Regions from separate parts of the Mus musculus genome. Here all the other regions are linked to region 3. The links are chromatin contacts, called in public Hi-C and promoter capture Hi-C maps. All regions are on one chromosome and are shown on one strand. The core of a region is the stretch at or near the end of the contact, and the rest is flanking DNA. Distances in the headings are between cores, read along the strand shown. Region 1 has its middle 22 kb from the start of Supt20. Region 2 overlaps Frem2 (Fras1 related extracellular matrix protein 2). Region 3 holds the start of Trpc4 (transient receptor potential cation channel, subfamily C, member 4). Region 4 holds the start of Proser1 (proline and serine rich 1).

Region 1 (3,490 bases), core at 388-2,887, 520 kb after region 3:
GTGGCTTGGGGTGGAGGGGGTGGGTGGGAGGTTGGTTGGAGTACTGGAAGGAGAGGAAGTGGGGGTGAGGGGGAATTTCAGTCAGAATGTAGTAAATGAGAGAATTTTTTTTTTAATTTAAAAGAGCTAGGCTTTTTTTTTAAAGGAGTTAGGTTCTTTAATGTTTATTCAGTTTCTTAAAAAATAATTAAGAATTCTGAAAGCTGGAAATGAGCCAGGTATGATAGCTCCAATCTGTCATCAGAGCGATCTGGTGATTGAGGTAGAGTTCAAAGTCAGCTTGGTTTACTTAGCCAGGTCCATGCCAGCCAGGGCTACATAGCAAGACTCTGTCAAAAAGCAAAAACAAAACAAAACAAAAAGAAACCCTGGTATTAAGTAATAATTTATGCTTCTAAAACTTTCATCTCTTTTCTAAAGGATAACTAGTATTGTTTTTCAAAGCACAGTTTTTAAAATGCTCTTGCAGTGTGAGTGTATGATGGCTGGATGCGATATAAAGTCCCTTTGAAGACAGGCAGAAAACAAGTAAGTTGACACCCAAAATCACAAGACTCTGCAGAACCCAGAGCCACCTAAATATCCCAGATCTCAAGAGCCCGAGGAAAGGAGATTGCCAAGGCCAGCCTGGGCTACATAATGCATTCCAGGCTAGCCTGGGCTACAGTGTGACACCATGTCTCCATTTATGTACAAAAATATTGGCAGGTTGGGTGTTTACCTACAGACAGAAGTGCTCTGAGGAGCAAAACCCAACTTCTACAGAGAACATTCCCAGCTAGGTTCCTGCTAGGTCCTGATATGTAAATGAGGGTGCCCCAAGTAGGTACCACTCTTTTCTGATTGGCTGACTGTGGGATATATAGTTCATTGGTCCTAGTGAGATGACAAGATAGGAATTCCCAGGGGCTCTTGACCATGCCTGGCTTGAGACCCAGTGTAGTTAAGTTTGTGGTTTCTCAATAAACCAAAGTAAAATTCCCCAGTCAGAACTGGCCACACTTTGAATTTAGGCCCGGTTAGCCACTTGAGAGCCTTCTTGGAGGTGTGGTTTTTCTTAAGTGTCACAAGATGGATTCATAGAGTAATTGGGCAGCTTCCACTCGCTGGCCACTTATGCTCAACCCCATTCATTTGTGACGGCCCTGGAGATGGACCCCTCTGTTTATATTAAGTCACCATTTTAGAACTTAGGGACATTTGCCTGAAGGGGGGGGGGCTGCAAGGTGAAATAGGTGTGCTGTTCATGTTTCTATCCACATCCTTATAATCATTCTGACCGTTGAGTAAAGTATCATGATTGACAGGCATGTACTACAATGGTCTGCTGGGTAATTGTATGGTCTCCATGAAGAAGGCGACAACCTGCCAGGAAGGAGAACAGGACGTACAGTTTCCTACTGCAGTGCAAGGGAATAGAAGAAACTGTTAACATTTTAATTCCTTCACTTAAACTGAGAAAAAAATATTTTAAGGCTGCAATTACACCATGCATTCTCAATATAGTAAAGCTGGTGTCTAAAAATGTTTTCTTTCTTCAAACAAACATATGCAAATCCCAGAATGGGTGAATGGATGCCAAGCAATGGAGAGAAAGGAACCTTTCGTGAGTGAAAACAGAGAATAAAACTAAAGCCACAGCATTACAAGGTGGCCCCCTGCTGTTTCTTTTGGGATAGAGCATCAAATAGAAACCCCCAGCTGGGTGACAGGGCCAATTTTCAACAGTTTGGACTTGGGAGAATTTGACTTAAATCATTCTATAAAGTTTAATCATTTATAAAAAGTTTTAACGGTGAACGGATAGGGTCTGAGGAATGTTACGCTGAGCGCCGTGTTTGAGCTGCATAAGCCGGTAAATCCCTTACTGACAACATTGTTGATTTAAGGTCAGATTTTCATTATTTATGTGATATATTGTTTAAATATTTCCAAAAGAAGATTACAATCATGCCAGATGGTTTCTCCAGTGAGGACAGTCAGCCCACATCTGTGGCCAAGCTCTTTTCACTTGGAAGAAAAATCTCATAGCTCAAAAACCATTCCTAACACAAAGTACCCCCCAAATCACAAGGGTCCACGAAGTCCAGAAAGTTAACTAAAAAAAAAACACACAACACCAAAGGCGATGCCATTTGGCCATTGTTTTTTAGAGTTCCGGGAGCAGAAACAGACTAACCAGAAGAGAATTTAGCTCAGGTTTCAGGGTTCCCTGTGAGTACTGGGGTGGGGGTCAAGGGTCAGGAATTGTTTCAAGTAGAGGCAGGAAGCACTTCTCCTCAAGCCCTTTTGAGTCGTTGCCTCCAGAGAGCTGAGCGAGGGAATCAGCCTTCAGCCTTCAAGTGACTCATCCGATTTGTTCCCAAGTTAAATACACCATGCTTCGTTTTCATATTTTTTTCTGCTGTTATTTGTCCTGAAAGGGGGGGGGGGTGTGCACAGAATTCTTTTTACCAGCTCAGGATTCACAAACTCTGCATCATTCCCACCATTCCCATCATTCACATGCAGCAACACAGACTTAGTCAGAAAATGCTAATTCACTTTTACTGGGGGGCATCTTGTGCTAAGAGGAAATAGAAACCAATGTATTAAATTAAACTCAGATTGTAACTCAGAAATAAAAGACTGATGGATAAAGGGCAAGATTGCCCAGACTGTTTGCTAACAACACTGCCAACCTCAGTTTGACCCCACAGATGAGGTGGGAGAGGGATAGGGACAGAGACAGGGACAGGGACAGGGGTGGGGAGGGGGAGAGGGAGAGGGAGAAAAATTGAAAAGGAAGAAACAAAGATAGAGTAGGAAGCTGGGTCTGGTAGCTCACGCCTGTAATCCCAGCACCTGTAAGATAAAAACAGAAAGATTATCATGAGTTTGCGGCCAGTCTGCAAACCATAATGAGTTTTATAGCCTGTCGGGAATTCAGAATTGGATCCCACTGCGAACAAAGCTTAAGAAGGTATTAGTAAACTGTGTGTGACAGTATGTCTGTGTGTGTGTGTGAGAACATGCATACTAAGAATATTGTCCCTGTACTACATCCGTAGCCCACATGAAATATTTAAGGATATGTGAACCAGTATTGATCCAATAATGGAGCCACTCAAAGTTCAGAGCCTCTGCTTTGTGAGACTTATACAGGGTAATCAGGCTCCTGTGGGCATGAATTCTGAATCTGCTGCTACACTGATGATGCCTCTTCATATTAGCTGTGTGTTGCAATTAGAAAACATTCAATTGTTACTTCTTGAATGAACGAATGAGTGCAAACACTGTCTGGAAACCTTAATGAATTAAGAGGTTTTATTTATTTCAACTAAAACCAACATTGAGTGCCTATCTACTAGGGAGGGGAAAGGTGTTAGGCCAAACAATGGGAGAATGCTGAAGTTTAAGGAAAAGTTCTACCTGGGTTAAAGTGACAGTTGATGATGGAGCCTGATACATTACTGGAGTTAGAACATGGAGCAGAGCCAGAAGAGATAAA
Region 2 (3,663 bases), core at 533-3,032, 580 kb before region 3:
CATTTTCTCTCGTTCGTCTTTGTCAAAGCGGATCACGCTGCTGTGGTCCTCGGGCCTGGAGATGTAGTCAGAGTAAGAGAGCACGGACGTCCGCACAGTGCTGGTGGCTGTCCCTAGGAGCCAAGAGAACCCAAAAGACTTCAGTGTCTCTCTCTCTCTCTCTCTCTCTCTCTCTCTCTCTCTCTCTCTCTCTCTCTCTCTCTCTCTTTCTATTTTTCTTCCAGACAGGATTTCTCTGTGTAGCCCTGACTGTCCTGGAACTCACTCTGTAGACCAGGTTGGCCTCGAACTCAGAAATCTGCCTGCCTCTGCCTCCCAAGTGCCATGTGCCACCACTGCAAGACTTCAGTTTCTAAAACCTGTTGTTTTCATATTCAGTATTTAACTGTTGCAACCCTATACAGCCACACCTCAGAACTGCAGTGGCAACTACATTGTATCCTTACAGCACAGGTCTCCTTCAGAGTCACTTCTACACAGTATCCTTATAGGACAGGTCTCTCTCAGAATCACAATTACTGATTATCCTTAGAGCACAGGTCTCCCTCAAAATGACCTCACACACTGCAAATACTGTCTTTCCAGTGTTTTCTCCTACCTATCCTCCAACAAGCTTTCAGATCAACACCACAGGGCAAAATAGCATCTCCCACTATTCAAATGTTTCCCGTGTCTAGGCCAAGGTCACATGCCTTCTGTCTTGCCTCAGTCCTTCTGTCTATCTGCTGGGTTTCAGGCTTTGGGGATGTGAGGAGTTGAGAGGTAAGTGCGCTAGTTCTGGCATCTGGGTACAAGGCTGAGACTGAATCTTTTATAATTATCCTTTATTCAGCTTTTCAGATCACACACACATTGATGGGAATTTTCATGAAAGTCCAACATGACAACTACAACAAAGGGAACTTTTTTTCTTTTCTATTGGTTTTTTTTCTAGAAAATGATTTGAAATGTTAATGACTTTTATATATTAACCTTAAGTTTGTCTTATGCAAATTTGCCTTTCATAGGATGCTCACATACGAGCAAAACAGTACTTTGAAATTTGTTTGCAAAAATGGTTAACGAGTTTTCCATTTTCAAAATACTCATTTAATGTCCTTTAAACTTGAGGACACCTTAAAAAGTGAATTATGGAAACCTTGAAGAACTCCAAGGAGAGACCTACATCTGTGACACTCTCCAGAGTCCACTAAACACCAACAGGATGGATTAGTTATCCTGGCCATTTTAACATTAATCATGTCATAAAGTATATGCTCAGAAGAGATCTACTGCTCTTTAGTGGAAGTTCGAATTTGTCCCTCATATGATCACGTAACCATTAACAGTTTCTTATATGCTTCATGAAGACATGCTCAGGAGAATATAGATCCACTTCCAATATATAATGGCTTGTCTATAATTCCTCGATCTATTTCCAATCGATAATGCTTTGTCTCTAATTCATTGCCTACATGGTCTTTTGTTTGGTAAAGTTCTACAGTCACATATACAAGGTACAAAAGTATCAATTTTGTTTTTTTGATTCAACTCCACACTTTTTTTCCCCTGCTTATGATGGCATAGAACCCAATACCTGGTCTTTTTCCTAATACGTAACAGAGGAAAACTCTTAGGACACTGCTGTTTCCAGTCAAATCAGCTTGAAATTAGTGTGTCCTCTTCAAGAATGCATTGCCTTGGCCTTTCGTTCTCTTTTTGTCCTGCTTAGGATCAATCACACAGCCTTTGGCACGGCAGGGAAGCCACTGAGCTGTACAAAGGTTGTGACATGTTGAGACATTCCAGGGTGTCTGAGAAGGCTAGCAAGCTGTGTCACAGACCAGACCCCACCTCTAAACAACAGCTCCAGATGGCCTCGGTGCCCTGCAACCTAAGTTGGGCTAAGTGACCAATAGTTGAGGGAAGAAGTGTCAGTTTCTGCCAGGTTGACCCAGAGGCCCCTAGAGATGTAGCACGAAGCACAGCTGTTAAGGAATGCTCCAGTGTCTATGAAAAGCTGCAACAAAGCCCCACCGGATGAAGAGGACGCTGGACGCGCTGACTGGGGGAGGCCACTGGGCGCGTTGACTGGAGGTCATTTCACTTGGCTCAACAACGGGCTTACCTTGCTGTGTGTAGCAGATCACCATCAGCTCCCGGCTGATGTCTCCACTTCTCCTGATGGGAATGAACAGCTCACCCACATCTTCTTCAACAGAGTACTCAGACTGGGGAATGAACACGGTTGATTCTAAAGAGAATACAATTACAGTTGCTATCATTTTTTTTTTTGCTTCGTTTCTCCTTTTTGATCTGAATCTCTTATGTCAGAAACTGAACATGACTCTAATAGTTTTTTTTTTTTTCTTTTTCTTTTTTAAAAGAACCGTGTCAGGGAGGGGTGGAGAACTCAGCATAGCTTGGATCTCCAGTCATCACTTTGTTTTCAGTAAACACCGGTGTGCAGTGCTTTTCAATTGCCCTCTTTCATCTTGGCAGCGGAGGGCATCTTCCCTGGTATAACCTGAGAGGTAGAAATGCCCTGCTTTACAGGACCTTGGGATCACACGGTTGTGCCTGGCTCCCAAGCACAGTCAGGTTGGACCTCAGATCATGTAACTTCTACTCTACCCAAAGGGCTTCCTTTGGGATGATTTGTGATTAAAAATGTAACAATATACTGTTCAACTGTTTTCAAACAACAGTTCCTTTAGAGTTTCCAAGTGTCTTCATCAGCTAACATCACCTCTGTCGTGTTTTCTTTTCCTCCCTTAGCAGGATAGCAATTACTCGTGACATAAAAGCTATGTTTATACGACATTACTAGTCTCAATGATTCTTTTAATAAAACATAGATGAAAGGTACATTAATTAATACAAATGGCATAATTAAACTGTTAAAAATAGATCTACTGTGTAAAACTTTTGCGATTATTTAATTCAATAGTTTGACATTACAAACCCAAAACAGATTCTGGCATTCTTCTGGAAGTCGGCTTCCCTGGAAGTCTCAACATCCACACAGAAAACACATCTCAATTATCTCTGAGACAGTAAGCACAATTCTTCTGTGGCTAAAAAAGACTCCAGAATAGCACACACAGTGAAGACGCACATCCCACCCTGCCCTGTGGCTGAGGGCACTAAGGATGAGAGCGCCGCCCCCATCCGTGGAGGGCTCCCTGATGCCGAGGCTTCCGGTGGGTCAGCCAAAGGGAAGAGTCTGCAGGAAAGGGCTTCTGGGACAAGAACCAGAAATGGTTCAGTGGTTAAGAGCACTTACTGCTCTTGCAGAGGGACCGAGGGCTTAGTTCCTAATGCCTATGTATGGTGGTTCATAGCATGCTGTAACTCCAGATCCAGGGGATCAAATACCTGACTTCCTTAAGCATGAGAACACATGCACACACATGTGCAAAGACATAGGTGCATACAAATGAAAAATTAAAAAACAAAAAAGAGCCATTGAGTTCTGCAGTTCATTTTCCCTGCAACTCTCAAATCCAGAGGTATATGCAGCTCTCGTCTACCTAGAGGTGGTGCAGGCAGTGACCCTCACTGCCCTGAGCGCACTTCCTGTGCCCAGGTTTCAATCCTGCCTTGACCTTTGTAAGGAAATCTTGAGATTAAGTGCTTTTCTAATGACTAACTTTTCCAGTATCCTTTGTTTTCCTTCAAGAC
Region 3 (3,464 bases), core at 517-3,016:
ACTTCTTCAACCAATGTCTGCTCCAGGTTTGGTTTTTATACATTTACTGATCATTAAGAAAAACAGGTTTTGTGAAATTTTTTTTTAAAGAAGTAGTTTCAGTTGTACCACGCCAAACAGATGTCGATGTGTGTTTTTCTTCTTTTCTTCTTCAGTAGAAAGTAGGTTTAGATTTATTGTAAAGTTCATCTCCATGTCTACCGAGTGATGTGTTTTGCATATTTTATAAAATCCAGTGTTTAATGCTAAGACAAGAAAACTACCTTTGAAAGATGTTGACACACATTTATGGAGATCTGTAGAGGGATTCGGGGTAGGGATGGAGTTCTTCTGTTGCTCATCCAGTTTTCTGGTACAGGTTTGTTTGGTGTACTGTAAAGGCCTCGGTATTTTGTGGGACGGACTGTGGGCTGTGCTCTCTCAAAATCACTCTAGGGGTCATGCTGACCTATGAGAGGAGCAGTTAGCTCAGGAGAAAGAAAACTTGACAACTACAAACAGCATTTTGAAAAGAACAACAAAACAAAACCTTCACTCCAAAGAGTACACTCCAAAGTCAACAAAGCCTCCTTACTCTGCAATTACCCTTAAAAAACAAAAACAAAAAAACGAAACGGAAAAAAAAAAAAACCCACCTCACTCATCTGACGTTCAGAAACGCAGAGTGAGCCTGAGTCTATTAAATCTTGCTGCTGGGATGCTTACAGGCGATGGGGGGAGCTCACAACCGCCTGTGCTCTGAAAAAGAAACCCGAGAAGTGAAGGTAGGAGGGGGCTGAAGCCTTTTGGCAAACGCACTGCTAAGTTTGTCCCTTGGTCTTGAGATCACGAACAATAAAGGTGTGGCAAGTTACATGAACTTTTCCACCTCTGTACTTGGATCTTATTTTTGTGTATGAATACTACACCAAGAGATAAGCTGTATCTGGAAGCTCAAGATTAGAGTTAGAGATGCTGAGTCCGGTGGCAGACACCGTCGTTCACCAACATGCCCACCTGCAGCCACCAGGACCTCCAGCTCCTACGCTGGCCCATAATTTGGGATTAAATACGTGGGAATCTTGATTGCCAGTTGTTTAGAGGGAGCCAGGTAGGAGTGGATGGGATGCTGGGGGCTTATCATTTATTTATTGCCACTGTCTGGATTGTTGATGGTAGTGGCAAGCACATCCCTGCACTAGCAAGGCAAGTGTGACACCTTGAGGACAGGGAAGGGGGTGCCAGGAGTCCAGGGCGGCTACAAGAGTTGCCAGGGCTGGGTAGGGGGAGAGACAATTTGTTCCAATCCTTTGACCAGCTGCTTAGTATGGTTGGAGCAGGGCTTTCCAGGGTTGGGTTCGGTTGACAAGTGAAGTTTTGCATTTCTCCTGGGCTACACCAAGCCCTGATCTGTGTATGCCAAACACCCAAGACCTCCGGGTCTGTCCTGACCACCACTTAGCTGAGTGACAAGCAGACATATGGCGAGCCACCCTGCTTGCTGACTGACCTGGAGAGATGCTCCCGGGTGGCGCGTTGAGGTGTTTGTGGGTCCTTTATACCCGCTCCTAGGGAGGTGCGTGGGATGCGCATCCATTCGGGCAGACCCAGGATGGGTGGGGGCGGTCCTCCAGGCTGCTCTTTGGCCACCTTGGGAACGCAACTTTTCCGGGGGTATAGGTGGGGAGAGCATCAGTGCCTGGTGGGCGAGGCTGTCGTCCTGGGCACCCCGCCCCCTCCTGGGCTGCCCCTCCCCCGCGCCCCTGCTCTGGCTCTCCAGCATCCTCACTCCGCCCAGTTCTGTGCCAGCTGCGTGGGCTCTGGTTTCGTGCGGGTTTTTTTCCCCCTTGGAATGCTCCAAAAAACTCGGTAGCGACTACGGAAACCCCATCGGAACTGACCAGCTGCGCTAGCACCAGGCACAGCACTGGTGCTGCGCGCTCGCCGAGCCCACCTCGGTCACTTCAACCACCAGATTGCAACTTTGCGGGTAAGAGAGGGTGCAGGCTCCGCGCTCCAGACGCGGGCCTCACATCTGGGATACTGATTAAGTTTCCTAAGCCGACTGGGAAGCAGGCTCCCTGCTAGGAGGCGGGTATCCCTGGGGGCTTACGCGAGTCACCAGGGTGCAGCAGCTTTTTAAGGTTCTTCTTCTTTTTAAAAAGGTTGCTTTTTTAAGGTTCGGGGAAAGATTTTCGCGAAGCTTTCTTTGGATGACCTGGGATAAGGGGGAGTTTGGGGGTGCTTCCAGGCTCTCTCTGTATCGCGTTGTGAGGCAGGGGTGAGGACGAAGAGCGAACCCCCGGTGTGATTTACATGGTAAACAAAGGATCAGCCCTTATCCCCGCGGTGCTGGGGAGCTCGGTGCTTGTGTACAACCTCCCGTGCGCGTTTGGACGTTTGGAGAGGATGGAAATGACATGGTCCTTGGGCACGTAAGGTGAGCTCTATGACTCTCCAACGAGCTGAGGGCACGAAGGGAGGACAGCGACCGCTGTTCAGTGGGTTCATTCCCCTCTGCGTCATTTTCCTCTGTCAAGCAGCAAAAGCACTTTTAAGCTTGTGGTTGGACCAGGTTTGGGGGTTCCTAGTTCGCTTGGCAACTGAGATTCCAGCTGAACCAGTGACTCTGCTTGCTACTTGAGTAGATAGCTTGAATCCATGGCGCAACTTGTTGTTTCCAGCTGCGAACTGCCTTTTGTGACTCCAGAGAGAGACAGAGAAAGATAGAGACATGAGGGTGGAGGTGAGCTGGGCAGAGGGACCAAAGACCATGTGTCCAGTGTTCTCCAGCCACTGTGGTGTATCCCTGCCCACTGCGGTTTTTCCCAGGGGAGCATTATCATTAAATACCGCTGGCTGCTATAAAAGGTTATCAAGTTACTTACGGAGGGAGTAAGCTACTAAGCCAAACGAGTGGGAAGAGAGAGAAAACGCTGTCACTGTGCCTTTAAAATGAAATCTTCGAACAGATTTGTAAAACTGTGATAAAATAAACCACCGAGGTTCATAGGCTCGCTGGCTTTTCTCTCGTAGTCATCACAATGCAAAGTACTTAAAAATTCTTTAGGAAGAATAAAAGATTTAGCAGAGGATTTTTTTTTAAAGACTCAGACACCGAGAGTAGGAGTTGGCGGTTATGTTAACGGTGTTACGATTTGCTATTTAAAGTTATATTTGTAACGCCTACTTCTGTTCATCTGGACAGTAAACCAGGAAACATCCAGCTCTTAAGAGAAACAAAGTAGTAAGATATAGGGGTAATCCTGTCCGAAACTCAGAATTAGGATCAAAATTGAATTTAACGTGGGTAAAGTGAATGAAGGTCTTTACAATCTCTGCAAATCAATGCTGTGGTTAACCAGGATCAATCAGTCAGCCCGGGCAAGGTAAATGGGCATCAAAGGATATATGAATAACTTGGATTAAAAAGGGTAGCAAGGAGAGGGAGGGAGAGTGCATGTGCACGGTTTCAGAGAAAGACT
Region 4 (3,323 bases), core at 348-2,847, 690 kb before region 3:
ACTCAGAGTTCAATCCTGGAAACCACTGGTAGTTGATAACCGCATTAACACTCTGGTCTCTCTTGACCTCACAGGCTCACATATTAAAAAAAAAAAAAAATGCATTCTACTTACTTGGGCTACGTAAACTAACCCGTTGAGGGAATCAACTGCAACACAAAATGTTGCACCAGTGAAGTATTCCGAATTCTTGGGCCAACCCAAATCCAGCCGGAAAAGAGGGTCCTCCATTCTCCAGGAAACGTGAAAAGAAAATGTCCTTGAAACCTCAAATAAAATCAAAATACTCAGATTCAGTTCGACAACCAGAAGGTAGCCGGAAATAAGATTGTATATCTAAAGATCAAAACAACCATAAGAAAAGTCTAATGATGACTTAAGAGTGTAGTAAGAGCTGGGGAAAATCCAGTGTGTGTGTGTGTGTGTGTGTGTGTGTGTGTGTGACTTAAGAGTGTAGTAAGAGCTGGGGAAAATCCAGTGTGTGTGTGTGTGTGTGTGTGTGTGTGTGTGTGTGTGTGTGATGTTTACTTATTTTTATTTAGACTTGTGTGCATGAGCTCGGGTGAGTTTATGTGCACCATGTGCCCACAAAGGCCAGAAGAGGGCATCAGGCTCCCTGGAACTGGAGTTACAGTGAGAGAGTGAGCCTTCAAGTTGGTGCTGGGAATCGAACCTGAGTCCTCTGAAAAAGCTGCTCGAGCTCCCAACCTCCGCGCCACCTCCCCAGCCCCACGTGCATTCTTTTTACACTAAATGAGAGGACGAGTCGTCAGCTGCTGAGCCCCAGGGGAGCAGGTTTGGGACCCCAGGGGCTGTACCCCTCGGTGGCACCCACACCCACAGCCTTCTGCCTGCTATTTACCAGCGAGCCACAGAAGCGCGAATGCAAAACCAGACAGGAAAGGAAGAAGGCGGCGCCCGCCAGGCAGACCCAGGCTCTCGCCATCGCGAGGGTCTGGGAGGCGAAAGTCAGCGAGGCCTGAAGCCGGCTCTAGGGCAGAGGCAGACTAAAGCACCGGGAAACTCGACCGGAGAACCGCCGAAGACTAATTCCGGGTGTCCTGCTCCTTGCTCCGCCCCGAGTCAGGCGCCCAGCGAGTGACCCTGGTCCCCACGCCGAGGTGCTCCTGGCCACTAGGATGGCGGCGTCCGCAGATCTTCCTGACCTACTTACTCTTCGCTCCTTTAAACTCACTTTCAAGAAGCAAAACAGAGCACCGAGAAACTGAAGAGTTAGGGGATCGTGACACTAAAACAATGACTACCACGCTCCGAAAAGGACTTTAGTCACGTCTGCTCCACAAGCATTCAGGCTTCTGCCGTGGACGCCTATATTCCCACACTAGGACCCCGCCCCCCCCCCCCGACGCCCCAAACTAATCATTTGTGCAAAAGCGACTTAAGGTGGCGGTGCACCATTGCGTCTTGTGGGCGCGACACGCTCTATCAAAGGTCCCCTGGAGCTGGTGGGGCATTTAGGGGAGCACCCGCTGGGCGCCTGGCCGTATGAGCGCTGAGGTGCTCGAGAGCCTCCCTTCGCAAGGCTCTGGCCCCCTTCGTCCGGCTCCTAGTGCGCCCCGGCCGCCCGCCCGCTCCCGGAAGCTACGAAAGCCCGTAACAAAGGACCTGCGGGGGCCGCCGGTTGCCGGAGCTGCGGGACCCCGGGATCGGGCGGATCGGCGGGTCTGAGCGCCCGCGGGGCCACGTGTCCCGGATCACGGCGGTGAGCGGAGCGTGGCTCGGCGGCCTTCCCCGGAGCACCCGGCTGTCGGCACCCTCCGGAGCCCTGATTTCTGCAAACGCACAAGCCCGCTCTGCTCTGAGCAGCTGAAGCTTTGTGTGAAGAAGCTACTGAAGTCTGATTTTTATTTAAAAAAACAAACAAACAACAACAAAAAAAAACCCAACTTTTTCCAAGTTTTCGTTCTGGGATTTTTTGTTTTGTTTTGGTGCAGTTTGCAATACTCTACCTCCTCGCCTCCTTTCTCCTCCTGGTGTATTATCCACGAGACGAACCTGGGATGAGCGTTTTGTAATTGCAAGAACTGTGAGACGTCACGACGGAATAGTACTCAAGATGGACAAAAAGTCCTTTGAGACGGTGCTGGATGAAATTCGAAAGGTAATTGACCTTGTTCCCTGAAATTCGTCTGAGATAATAATGGTCGTGAGTTACTTTCTTTGAGGTGTTGTGTGTAGTCAGCAGAGGAACTTGAACTTTCCTGTGTAACGTAAGAACTTGCATCTTGGTCCGTTGCACCGCTTAAATAGAAGATAAACCACCTCACTGCTAAACTTGGGAAGTCATTGTGGTACGGGAATTACGTTTGTACTACCTACAGCCCCGGAGCCAACTGTAAATCCGTAATAACTGAGCTTTTGGTTGACTGACATTTATTCAATGTTAACATGGTTCGGTAACAGGAGTGACTAGGCACTGGAAGGGATGCCGAGAAAGTTCTTTTCCAGATCTCTTCCCCTGCCTTTGCTCTCCTTCCATCTTTTTGACACTGTTTATATTTCCTATTTCCTGGAAGGAACCAGGCAGCAAAAAAAAAAAAAAAAAAAAAAAAAAAAATTTGGAATGTAAGGTTGAGGCTAAAAGTATCTCTTACATAAAAAATAGCAGGTTGCCTGTTTGACAGAAAGGGCAGTGCTGTGACCTCACAGCATCTCACAGCTTGCATCTGTTCGGCATCTCAAACGGTGCCCCTGACTGGCACTGCAAAAATTGGCGCCAGATCTAGAGGTTTTTGTTTTTGTTTTTTTGTTTGTTTGTTTGTTTTTTGAGACAGGGTTTCTCTGTATAGCCCTGGCTGTCCTGGAGCTCACTTTGTAGACCAGGTTGGCCTCGGACTCAGAAATCCGCCTGCCTCTGCCTCCCGAGTGCTGGGAATAAAGGCGGGCGCCACCACGACCAGCGGATCTAGAGTTTTGTTTTGCTCTTTGTAAGACCCCTTTTCCTCCCTTCCCCCCTTTTCAGATAACATATATTTAATCTTTCATATTTGGTGGTGCTGAATTTTTTTCTTTTCAAATAAACTTCTGCACTTGCTGAGTCTCATCTAATTAAAATTTGAAACAAAATGTCTTTTTATCATGTACTTAGAATTTGCCACAGTTGGTTTCTGAGCTGTTTTTTAACCATTCTGAGAAAATAAATTTTAAGTTAAGGTAGACATGAATGCAGACATGCATATGTCTATCTTCTCCCTTCTCAGCCTTGTAAAAATGTCTGGTAATAAATATCAACGAGGGAATCGGAAAGGCTCCAGAGATAAAAGTCTGTTCAGACGGGGTAGCCTTCAAGGCCACAGTTCTAG

The links. Promoter capture Hi-C pulls out the DNA fragments that hold promoters and counts their contacts. A called contact is a pair of places that touch in the nucleus more often than the background predicts.
Region 1: a contact with region 3 is called in a Hi-C map of cortical neurons, with 5 times the contacts expected there. The contact joins the enhancer-like site here to the promoter of Trpc4 in region 3. A contact is called at or near these places in 2 of 39 promoter capture datasets (cranial neural crest and pre-B cells), 11 of 484 Hi-C or Micro-C datasets (B cells, cerebellar granule neurons, cerebellum and 6 more), 4 of 115 datasets of contacts at active chromatin or transcription factors (astrocytes, embryonic forebrain, embryonic midbrain and 1 more) and 1 of 9 other capture datasets (embryonic stem cells).
Region 2: a contact with region 3 is called in a promoter capture Hi-C map of embryonic stem cells, with 3 times the contacts expected there. The contact joins the enhancer-like site here to the promoter of Trpc4 in region 3. A contact is called at or near these places in 8 of 39 promoter capture datasets (the C10 cell line, cranial neural crest, embryonic stem cells and 3 more), 2 of 15 datasets of contacts at CTCF or cohesin (large pre-B cells and pro-B cells), 10 of 484 Hi-C or Micro-C datasets (the AtT-20 cell line, cerebellar granule neurons, cerebral cortex and 7 more), 8 of 115 datasets of contacts at active chromatin or transcription factors (SST interneurons, astrocytes, embryonic forebrain and 5 more) and 2 of 9 other capture datasets (adipose tissue and embryonic stem cells).
Region 4: a contact with region 3 is called in a Hi-C map of nephron progenitors, with 9 times the contacts expected there. The contact joins the promoter of Proser1 here to the promoter of Trpc4 in region 3. A contact is called at or near these places in 1 of 39 promoter capture datasets (neural stem cells), 1 of 15 datasets of contacts at CTCF or cohesin (stem cell-derived epiblast-like cells), 4 of 484 Hi-C or Micro-C datasets (cortical neurons, nephron progenitors and olfactory sensory neurons), 6 of 115 datasets of contacts at active chromatin or transcription factors (astrocytes, embryonic stem cells, forebrain and 2 more) and 1 of 9 other capture datasets (embryonic stem cells).

Annotation. Positions count from the first base shown.
Region 1 is chr3:54,671,349-54,674,838 of GRCm38.p6, forward strand. No RefSeq gene overlaps it. Among named protein-coding and RNA genes, the nearest start is that of Supt20, 22 kb to the right of the region's middle. Within about 2 kb of position 1,638, at least 16 of the 459 cell types and tissues checked have an H3K27ac peak or open chromatin away from gene starts, as enhancers often do. A contact at or near this core is called in cortical neurons, where this site is marked.
Region 2 is chr3:53,572,424-53,576,086 of GRCm38.p6, forward strand. Frem2 (Fras1 related extracellular matrix protein 2) reads right to left here. Exons shown (of 24, transcript NM_172862.3): 5 at 2,108-2,233; 6 at 1-113. Among named protein-coding and RNA genes, the nearest start is that of Frem2, 83 kb to the right of the region's middle. Within about 2 kb of position 1,783, at least 6 of the 459 cell types and tissues checked have an H3K27ac peak or open chromatin away from gene starts, as enhancers often do.
Region 3 is chr3:54,154,291-54,157,754 of GRCm38.p6, forward strand. It overlaps Trpc4 (transient receptor potential cation channel, subfamily C, member 4), which reads left to right and starts at 1,767. Exons shown (of 11, transcript NM_016984.3): 1 at 1,767-1,969.
Region 4 is chr3:53,462,198-53,465,520 of GRCm38.p6, forward strand. It overlaps Proser1 (proline and serine rich 1), which reads left to right and starts at 1,598. Exons shown (of 13, transcript NM_173382.2): 1 at 1,598-2,122. The coding sequence starts at 2,078. Nhlrc3 (NHL repeat containing 3) reads right to left here and starts at 1,061. Exons shown (of 7, transcript NM_172501.2): 1 at 863-1,061; 2 at 115-267. The coding sequence starts at 946.